Regions from separate parts of the Mus musculus genome. Here region 2 is linked to region 1. A link is a contact called in public promoter capture Hi-C data. All regions are on one chromosome and are shown on one strand. Each heading gives the region's core, a stretch centred on a gene start, on an enhancer-like site or on the middle of the called end of the contact. The rest is flanking DNA. Distances are from core to core; before and after follow the strand shown.

Evidence for each region. Promoter capture Hi-C pulls out the DNA fragments that hold promoters and counts their contacts.
Region 2: a contact with region 1 is called in a promoter capture Hi-C map of pre-B cells, with 2.3 times the contacts expected there. The contact joins the enhancer-like site here to the promoter of Prap1 in region 1. A contact is called at or near these places in 8 of 39 promoter capture datasets (the C10 cell line, the HPC-7 cell line, embryonic stem cells and 4 more) and 1 of 115 datasets of contacts at active chromatin or transcription factors (T-cell acute lymphoblastic leukemia).

Annotation. Positions count from the first base shown.
Region 1 is chr7:140,091,889-140,097,158 of GRCm38.p6, reverse strand. Prap1 (proline-rich acidic protein 1) reads right to left here and starts at 3,763. Exons shown (of 5, transcript NM_009475.2): 1 at 3,691-3,763; 2 at 2,061-2,127; 3 at 957-1,009; 4 at 379-485; 5 at 1-277. The coding sequence starts at 3,698. The coding sequence ends at 63.
Region 2 is chr7:140,987,941-140,993,458 of GRCm38.p6, reverse strand. It overlaps the pseudogene Gm7514. Among named protein-coding and RNA genes, the nearest start is that of Gm33504, 14 kb to the left of the region's middle. Within about 2 kb of position 3,103, at least 77 of the 459 cell types and tissues checked have an H3K27ac peak or open chromatin away from gene starts, as enhancers often do. A contact at or near this core is called in the HPC-7 cell line and pre-B cells, where this site is marked.

The DNA.
Region 1 (5,270 bases), core at 2,514-5,013:
GGAGACTCAGTGGTCACAACAGCCTAGACCTCAGGAAAGGAGTGGAAGAGTGGTTAGGGCTTTCAAGAATCCTCCATAGAGTGGGCGAGGTGGTCAAGGTCCTCCTCTGGTCCCTGCAGCACCTGACGATACAGGATGGGCCGTGACTGGGGCACTTCTTCATCCTGGACATCGTCAGACATGGGATGGTCTATGCTGTCAAGATCCAGTTCTGGACCCTGAAGAGGACTGCGAAGATGGCTCAGGATATCCTCAGTCTCCACCCAGGTCATGGCATCTGTGGAGAAGGAGACGTAGATATAGCCTCCCTCACAAGATCCTTCCCACTAGCCTCCTGTCCGAATGGGCCCCATGATGTGACCTCGATCCCGCTCTGACCTGGACGCTTTTCCTCGGCAGCTGCAGGCTTCTGTTTGGGTTCAGGAAGCAGTGGCCCCAGCTGGTTGTCCTTTTCAAGAGGCTCCAGGGCTCTAGTATCCCAGACCCTGCCAACCCAAGTAGAATAAGGTTCACACTCAGATGGGGAGAGTTAGACATGGCTAGCCCCACTTTCAAAGACGTTCTCTGCCCCTAGACAGCTGCTGGCCCTGGGAAGCCACTCCACACCCACCCACCTTACCTCTCTGTAAGGCCTGGGACAAGTTCATGGCTCTGTGACCCTAGCATCTCTAATGCACTAAGAGCAGGGATGGGACCCAAGAAGGTTAGAACCTTCCCTGAGCAGGGTCCTCAAGGGCAAGGGAGTAGGTAATATACTGTTCTAAAACATGGCCCATTGGAGGCTGCAGGGAGAACTGGATCTGGAAAATGGCCTGTGGTCCCTGCTCCTGGGAGGGAACTCCCAAGGAGGGATGCCTGTGGGATTTGAGTATCACTTCCTCCTAGAAGCTTCTGAATAGCCATGTTCTCCAATTCCCCCAGTGCACCAGCCCACACTTGCCCTCTGGGACACTTACTTCTCTGTTTCCTGTTCAGGGAACACATGTTTGCCTTTGGTCTTGACAGGGACCTAGGAGAGGGAGTCACAGGTGGGGATTCTGCTAGTTAGTGACCCAAGGTTGGAGGACACCAGGGAGAGACCCACCAACAGGCTGGGCTTCAGTTCAACTGTGTTTAACTCTAGGGGATGAGGATTATCATGGCTATCAGAACTGCAGAGAGAGGATTTAGGACACCAGCCTGTTCCCAAATTGCCAGCCTTCCCAAAACCCAGCCAGCTTAGGAGAAAATAGAGCTCTTCTGCTGGTACCCAGGGCTCACTGTGGACTCTGCACCCTCACTCCACCCCAGTATTTTGCACTAATTAAGGCTATGCTTGCCCCTCCCCATCCTGGCTAGTGGCCCAGAAGGTAGTCAGCTCCTCTGAATGCAATACCTTAATGAAGACAAAGTACCAAGAAGGACGTGAGGCACAGGGTGACCCTGGGAAAGTGCCCAGCTCCAAGAAGCTGTGGATGGCTGTGGAGGGTGGGCCTCCCTCATCCTCTTTTTTCTGCCACATGTGCAGAGTGAGTGGACTTGGCCCAGGGCAAGCTCAGTGAATTTTCAGCCAGGGCAACTGTTTCTAGTCTATAAACCATCCTCTAAGTGAGTGTGCCCAGGGTAGTATGGAGAGGACCCTCTCACACAGGGTCTTCTGAGGCATTTGGACTGCCACGTCCCTACCCATAATCATCTGTGTCATGACCAATATCCTCTCATCCTGGGGCTGCCTGAACACCAGGAAGGACCATGTTTTCCCATCCTGGGGTCACCTGGGTGTCATGGAGGCTCACATACGTCCTTCTGGTTGCCCGGCTGTTATAGAGACCCATGTCCTCACCGGTTAACCTCAGTGTCTTGGAGATTTGCCCAGGAGACCCCAGAAGGGCTCAAACCCTTCTCTTCCTGAGGCCCCTCATCTGTGCTCACATGGTGCCGCTACCAGATTCACCACACATCCCTGCTTGCCTCGCCAGCTTAGGGGGTGGAGAGAAAGAAGTCCTTTCCGGTATTTCCTGCTAACTGGGGCAGAGGCCAGCAGCCAGGAATGGAGCTGGACAGAGGGGCCCCTTGCATACCTGGTGTGCTGGAGCTGCGCCTGCCTCCCACAGCAGTGCAGCCACCAAACAGGTGGCCAGGAGAAACCTAGGGGACCAGAGAGAGAATGTGAGGTGGTGAGGGAGTCAAGACCTGCTGGAGCTGCTGGTGTGTGTGTGTCATAGGCAGAGAGACCAAGGTCGGTCTCTGCTGATCCATTGTTAGATCTTGACTCTGGCCTCACAGAAAAGGACCTGCAGGCAGAGTAAGCAAGCAAAATGCTCAGGACACCCCTGCTCTGTGTCTTGATGCCAAGCTCTCCACCTGTGGCCAAGACACCTCATGCCCTGCTATGACAGGACACTGGCAGTGCTGAAGATTCCAGAGGCTACACAAGGACACACATGTGGGCTTGCACACACATGCATACATATGCCTGAAAATGTTGACAGGGGTGGGGGATGGAGGCCCTAGCACATGGCCATGCCCCACAGTATCCCTGAGGCCACAATCCATGGTATTGGGAATAACTTCTAGTGGCTAGTAGCCCCAGCCCCATCATGAAGACGGAAGAAATACTGAACACGTGGGTCTAAAGAGATGTGCATGTATGTGAAGTATATGTGTGTTTGTTGGTATATGGCATGCATGTATATACGTGTGTGTGTGTGTGTGTGTGTGTGTGTGTGTGTGTGTGTGTGTGTGTGTGTTGAATGAAGCCTCACAGAAAACTCTCGTCTCTATGATTCAGCCCTTTGGGATAGGGTTCAAAGGCCTCAGGTAAGGACCTGGACACAGACTTGAATACACATGTCTCACCTCAGGACCACTAGGCAAAGGCCTATTTGTGTGCTGGGAAGAGAAATAAACATGGAGACCCTCATCCTAGCCTTTGTACTGCACACACACACACACACACTCTCTCTCTCTCTCTCTCTCTCTCTCTCTCTCTCTCTCTCTCTCTCTCTCTCTCTGCTTCCTTGATAACTAAGGTCCTGCAGGGGACGTAGGCCTCCCTGAGACACAAACCCTAGCTCCTGGGTGACCAACTCTCAGGTTCCCTGATTCCTGCACTGCCTCTACCCTGCCATCCCTCAAAGGCCTGCTACATATTCCCCTGCCTCGCCTACCTTGCTACTGTCCCTTTTGGGACATCACAGCCTGGAATGTTGCTTCTTCCCAGGGGAGATTTAGGACCTAATGTTCCTCTGGCTCAGGGACCCCATGGGACAAACCACCCTCATGCATAGTTGGAGGCCACTTGGAGGTAAACCCTGAGCTGCAGACCCGAGGGTGAGTGTTTTGCAGAAAAGAGGCCTTTCCCTCCCTCCCTCCCTCCCTCCCTCCCTCCCTCCCTCCCTCCCCTTCCTTTTTTCCTTCCTTCCTTCCTTCCTTCCTTCCTTCCTTCCTTCCTTCCTCTCACCCTCCATCCCTTCTTGTTTCCCTCCCTTCCTCCCTCTCTTCCTTCCTCCCTCTCCTCCTCTAAGACCCTCTCCTGGAATTAGGTTTCCGGTTGAGATGGAGTAACTCTCAGGGCCTCTCTCTAAGCCAGAGCTCCTAGACTCAGACCCAGTATGACCGTAACCACACAGCCAGGCCCACCCTGATCAATGCCCCCAGCTGCCAGCTTTTATGAGTAGAAAAGTTTGGGCCCAGAGGCCACGGCATCACCTCTTCATGACTGGGGCTCCTTTTCAGTGCTCTAGGCGAATGGCGAAGCTGTAGATCTCAGGGTCCAGGTGCCTGGTCCTCTTCCTTCTAACCCTGGTTTTATCTTTCCTACATGGGTGTGTCTGACCAGAGGTCAGGGGCCAGCAATCACTGAGCCATAAGCCACGCCTGCCCCACCATGTAGCGTGAGCAGAGAGCATAGACTGAGCCCCCAGGAGACTTTTGATCTCCCACCTGCCAGTTCTAAGACCTGCCCACTTTAGCACTAGACTTCCAGCCACAACCACAGCACCACTAACTAACTCCTACATTCCCCTCTCCTGCATAGATAGGCACTTGGCTCTGTGTCCTCTGTTATGCCTCAGCCCTCTATGCTATACTCCAGACTGCCAGCCCCAATACTCTTGTAGCTGAGTGGTCCCAGAGCCCCACCCCTTTCTTTTGGGACTTGGGATAGAGCAGTTGTTACTCCAAGAAGCAGCTGTACCTTGCAGTGCTCCCACCAAATCCCAGGTAAATGAGCACATCACCCTCAGAGAGGCAACTATATTCAAAGCTCAGGAAATGGATGTCCTCCTGGTGGGGACAGGCAGTGACTGCAGATAGCCAGAGCTTCAGGGAGTCCCAAGAACAAGGAAGCCCCTGGCCTGGGGTATGCCCCAGACTGTTGAAATTCAAAGAGACAATAGTGAGAAGCTACTCAAATACACAGTACCAAATATGTCATTATAACAACCCTCTTCAGAGTGATGGGGACAGGCACAGCATTGGAAGACTATGGTCCAATGTTTCTTCTGTAAGTCCAAGGTTGCCTTGTGTGGTGGTTTGGATAAAAATGTCTCTTTCATGGGCTTATGCATTTTAACACAGTAGCCTCGGCTGGTGGAACTGTTTGGGAAGGATTAGGAGATAAGGACTTATTAGAGTGTCATTGAGGGCAGGCTTTGAGGTTTCAAATGTCCATGCAGGGCCTGGTGAGATGGCTCAGCGGTTAAGAGCGCCGACTGCTCTTCCTAAGGTCCTGAGTTCAAATCCCAGCAACCACATAGTGGCTCAAATGTCCATGCCATTCTTAGTTACCTCTCTCTCTCTCTCTCTCTCTCTCTCTCTCTCTCTGTGTGTGTGTGTGTGTGTGTGTGTGTGTGTGGTGTGGTGTTGTGTATGTCTCTCTATGTGTCTGTTTGTGTCTATGTGGTGTGTGTGGTTTGGTATCTCTCTGTGTGTGTCTACCTTGTTATGTATGTGTCTATATGGTGTGCAGGTCTATGTGGAGTGTGTATGTGTGTGATATGTGTGTGTGGTGTATGTGTGTGTGTGGTATGTATGTGTCTGTCTCTGTGTCTGTGTGTGTCTATGTGGTGTGTGCATGTGTCTATGTGGTGTGTGTGTGGTATATGTGTGTCTGTGTGTGTGTGTGTGTCTATGTGGGGTGTTGTGTCTATGTGGTGTGTGTGTGTGTGTGTGTGTGTGTGTGTGGTGTGCCTCCTGTTTATGGATCAAATGCAAGCTGTCATCACCTGCTCCAGCGCCATGCCTGCCACCTGCCATGCTCCCCATCAGGACCGACATAGACTCCAGCC
Region 2 (5,518 bases), core at 1,854-4,353, 900 kb before region 1:
GCGCGGCCACTGTCCCGCCCTGGGGGTGCCGAGCTTTGGGTTGTGGGCGCCAGTTATTAGGCGCTGAGAGTGAGGCCTTGAAACAAAGAAGAACACAAATCATGTCCCGAGGACTTCCTAAGCAGAAGCCTATAGAAGATGTTAGAGAAGTCATTGTTGTGGCCTCTGGAAAGTCTACCACCGCAGTGAACCTTGCTCTCCTGCTGGCAGCAAATGATTCTTCCAAGGTGGTTGGCTTGTTAGATGTGGATGTGTATGGTCCTTCCATTCCAAAGATGATGAACCCCAGAATTATCACCAAATAACTTAATGAGGCCTCTTTTGAACTATGGTATTGCTTGTATGTCAATGGGCTTTTTGGTTGAAGAGACTGCGCCACTTGTTTGGAGAGGCCTTATGGTAATGTCAGCCATTGAGAAATTATTGAGACAGGTTGACTGGGGTCAGCTGGACTCTTTAGTTGTGGACATGCCACCAGGAGCAGGAGATGTGCAGTTGTCAGTTTCACAGAATATCCCCATTTCAGGTGCTGTGATTGTCTCCACACCTCAGGACATTGCACTAATGAATGCACACAAGGGTGTGGAGATGTTTCGGAAAGTCAATGTGCCTGTTCTTGGTCTTGTCCAAAACATGAGTGTCTTCCAGTGTCCAAAATGTAAACACAAAACTCATATTTTTGGTGCTGATGGTGCAAGAAAACTAGCACAGACCCTTGATCTTGGTGTTCTAGGAGATGTTCCCTTGCACCTCAGTATAAGGGAAGCTTCGGATATGGGTCAACCAGTTGTCTTTTCTCAGCCTGGAAGTGATGAGGCCAAAGCTTACTTGCATATTGCTTCAGAAGTGGTGAGAAGATTGAAATCATCTCCAGAATGATTCCCGAGTGCCCTGGAAATTGTCCTGGTATTTAACAATCATGAACTGTCAAACATGAGTATTGTGGTAGTGTGGAACCCACAAAAAATAATGACAATTCTGATTATTTTCTTTCATCTCTAAAGAAATAATGTCTCATTTTCAAATTTGATTTGACAACCTATGATTCACAAATAAAATGTACATGTATGTGTGAAAAAAAAACCAAACAAACCGTGGAACCATCCAGCTCATGATCATATGACCTGGGCTTCCATAGCCTTTGCTACTGTTTTAATTGTTATTTGTGTCTTTGGCCCTGGCTCACTTAACCTCCTGCTATGATTGATGTCTTTGGACTCTAGTCATCAACTAACGATGACTTTGGGATGTCAGCTGCTGCTTGCTGCAGTCAGAGCAGAACTTAGCAGGGCTTTGGTCTTGAGTCAAGGATCTCAGCTGGAGCCTGTGTGTGCTGGTTCCCATCGGATGCTGGAATGGGGTTATGTGTCCTGTACGACAATTATTGGTTTCAAACTATCCCCAGCACAACCCTGAGGGAGGAGTTTTAATTGATGGCTCACTCTCCAGTCGCCTTTCAGCCATTTGGTGAAATAAATGGGAAACCCCAAGATTGTAAATTAGTTTGTGGAGCAAAGTGATTATATAATGTTGGAAACCAATTCCTTTTTTTTTTTAAGATTTATTAATTTTATTTATATGAGTACACCATTGCTCTCTTCAGACACACCAGAAGAGGGCATCAGATCCCATTACAGATGGTTCTGAGCCATCATATGGTTGCTGGGAATTGAACTCAGAACCTCTGGAAGAGCAGTCGGTGCTCTTAACGAAGCCATCTTTCCAGCCCAACCAATTACTTTTGTTCTGTGTAATATTTTTTTAATAATTAGCAAAACTTAATTTCAACTGGCTGGTGCAAATGGAACAGGCTTTGATTTCTCCCGAGGACTTATTCTGGGGGAGCCTACTGTAAGACAACAGCTTTCCCGCTGGGATCCTGTCTTCACTGCCTTTAGGGCCTCAGTCTCTCTAAGACACGCCCAGTGTGGCCCTACTCAGTGCACTAGAATAGACTTCCGGAACTCACACATTTTATCCTTAGAACACAGGACTGGAATCCTTGCACCAATACTGGGGCCTCCAGAAAACTCCAGCAAATTTGGAGGGGAGGCGAGGATGACACTGAACAGTGTTCAGCGAGGGATCTAGAAAAGGACGTGTCCCAACGTCGCCAACCACCGGCAGGGGATGCCCGAGCCCTGAGCCTCCTTCCTGTTGACTATCTGCCTTCACACACAGCTGCCCCTAAGCCCAGGAACACGACCCACAGAACCAGGAATAAACCCGAGCAAGGCTGTGGGAGGTGGGTGGGCAGAGGAAAGGGGAGGATGTCCAACTCCCATTTCATCATCCACTGAGTTCAGGGAACCCGGATCCTCATCCAGGGCCACCCTGGAATTCCAGACAAAGTTTGTCAGCACAGCAGATATCTTTCTCTTCGAGGTCAAGCAGTGGCCATCTACCCAAGATTTGAGGACTGTCTGCATCAGGATTTGCACTTTTCTTGGGCACCATGGGAAAATGGCAGTTGGGATTGACAGTTCTCTCTGCCCTACCTTTCCAGGAAAGGCCAATTATTTGAAAAGAGGCCCCTACCCAGCACGCTGTTAACCACTGCCCGCAGCAGGGAGCCAAAAGCCTTCCACTTAGCCCCAGTCACTTCCTGTACCAGGCCTGGAGGAAAACAGATGGTGAGGTGCCCAGGAGCCAGTGAGCTGAGAGTGTTCCAACTCAGTTCCCCATCTTCCATTCCCAATGCAGCCTCTGTTAGGCCAGGGACCCTGTTCCCCTTTCACGCACAGACTGTGTGGGAGCTCCTAGCACAGGCATCTTGGCGTTTTACATTTGGGTTTCTGTTTCCCGTGAGTCCTGTCTGTGCCCAGTCTGCAAGGTGAAAAGGCTTTTCATGAACTGGACAGTAAGAATTCCTCTAGGCCGGGGGTGGGGGTGGGGGGTACAATCTGACCCCAAGGGTATCCTGGCAACATCACCTTGTATCTGCCCAGGATATACCTTGGATATCTCCAAGGTATCATCCTCCAACTCCATGGCACACACAGACAAACAGACTGTCATTCAGCCACAGCACAAGCTCCCCCCTCCCCCAACACACACCAGGCACTATTTGGGCAAGGTGGAGCCTCAGGCTCAAGCACGTTCTCAGCTTCTCAGATTCCTGCTCTTCCTCCTCCACGTTCACCGTCCGGCATAGGCCACAGAATCTGGACAGCATGAAGAGTGTGCTAAACAGGGACCAGATCAGGTAGTCAGGCACTGAGACCTCACTGGGCACATTGATGGTGGTGGTTATCGTGGCTGTAGAGCCAGTGTGGTCCCCTGAGCGTGACCACTTCATGCTGCGGCTGTGCATGTCCTTGTTTGGGGGGACACAAGTGTCGTGAGTCAGGACAGGGTGGGAAGTGGGTGCTGGAGGGGATCCGGAGGCCAGCATGGCAGTAGCTTCCTGTCATGTTTTCCTCTTTTCAGAAGACACTTTGTAAGCTGGTGAATTTCCTAGAGACCAAGGATAGGAGAAACAGAGTTTTAAGTTACAGCTCTGTGTGTGTACCTGGAAGGCCACTCCCACGAAGGCTCTTTTCAACCTGCCTCCCATAGTCACGAGGATTAAGAGTTTGCCTCCCATAGCTCTTGTGATCATAAAAAGAGAAAGAGCTATTAAGATATGTTCTACGGGGGTGTGGTGAGATATGGGTGAAGGGGGTGCCCCAGTGGGCCCATGCCAAGGCATCCCTTCCCCCTGAGGGTCCAGCCACAGGACGGTATAGAATTGAGTTTATTCAGGGCATGGGAAGGGGAGTTAAGAGAGTAGTAGAGGCAGAGAAAGGCAGAGAGGAGAGAGAAGAAGAGTAGAAGCCCGCCATGGCCACGTGGAGAGAGGGGGGAAGGGAATGGGGTGAGAGGGGAGGCAAGGGGGCAAGAGGCAACAGAGAGATGCCTGGCATGGTGGTGCACTCCTTTAATCCTCACACTCAGGAGGCAGAGGCAGGTGGATTTCTGAGTTGGTAACTGTGGGGGTGGAGTCCGGACAGAATATCAACAATAGCCATGAGGTAGGAGTTTGAGGAGACAGCAGCAGGCACTCCTACAGCTTTTCCTGCGCTCAGGATTTAAGTTATATGAATAACACCAAGCCTGCAAGCGACAGTGAGTGATGTCATCACCACAACCAGGAAAGGGCTGTTGAGACCAGACCAGGAGCTCGCTCAGAACCCCTGCCTCCCAGGGTTCAAGGCTGCCTGGCAAGACTTAGGTATTACATACAAGTCATACACTAGCCAAGCCCTACTGGCTTATCCCCAAAGAGTGATCCCTGTCATGTATTCTAAGTCCCGTGCTCCTCCCCTTTTACATAGGGTTGCATTCCTTCTAGGCTCTGCTCAACAGTTACCAGGCAACAGCCAGGTAGGCCTGGCTTGCTATGAAAGGGACTATTTGACCCTTCCTTGCTCTCTCTGCCCTCTTCTCTCTCTTACCCCCTTCAAGTTCCCTGACCCTTTCCCCTTCTCTCCCCTTCCCCCTTTCTCTCCACTGTTCTTGGCTCTGGCCTCCCCCCCCTCTCTGTTCTTCATTCTCTCTCTTTCTCTGCCTCTACTGCTTTCTCAACTCCCCTTCCCATGCCCCCAAATAAACTATTCCATACAATAACTGTCCTATGGCTGGTACCTCAGGGAAAGGGATGTCTTAGCATGTGCCCACTGAGGCACCCCTCCCACCTCACCATACTGTGCCCTATAAAACATATCTTTGACCTTTTTATAAAACACATCACCTTAGGTCACAAATTAATTAAGGCTTCCTCCTGGTGTAAGACCTGTTCGCTCAAGAAACCTTCAAGTACACCTTTTGTTTCTCCCACCACAGGCCTGGGAGTCAGTCCTTCTTATACAACCTCTCTGTATGGCACTGTTATTAGAGCTCTTTCTGCCTAAGAGAGATGATCTGGCCCTGTGTGTCTCTGGGTGTAAGTATAATGAGGGAGCACCTCAGCGGGATGGCCAAGGTGTTCCCCTGAGAAGTCACTATCCTGAGACAGGACTAGTACAAAAGGAGGTTTATTGGGAGAAGGGAAGGGGATCTGGAAAAGGGTTAGAGGTAGAGAAAGGAGGGGGACAGAGAGGGACAGAAAGAGAGAGGAGGGAGGAAGGAAGAGAAGAAAAGGCCAACTGAAAACACTGGGTGAAGAGAGAGAAAAGATGGGGAGGGAGGGAGGGAGGGAGGGAGAGAGAGAGAGAGAAGGAGGAGGAGGAGGAGGAGGAGGAGGAGGAGGAGGAGGAGGAAGAGAGGGGTAGGAAGCAGGGAGACAGAGAGAGAGCTGAGGTAGTCCTGCAGTCCTTCTTTTTTTTTTTTTTTTTTTTTTTTGGTTTTTTGAGACAGGGTTTCTCTGTATAGCCCTGGCTGTCCTGGAACTCACTTTGTAGACCAGGCTGGCCTCGAACTCAGAAATCCAGAGATCCACCTGCCTCTGCCTCCTGAGTGCCCGGCTCCTGCAGTCCTTCTTATAAACTGGGTTGGCTCACACCTGGAGGGTGGAGAAGCAAGCTGTTGCCAGATGGCT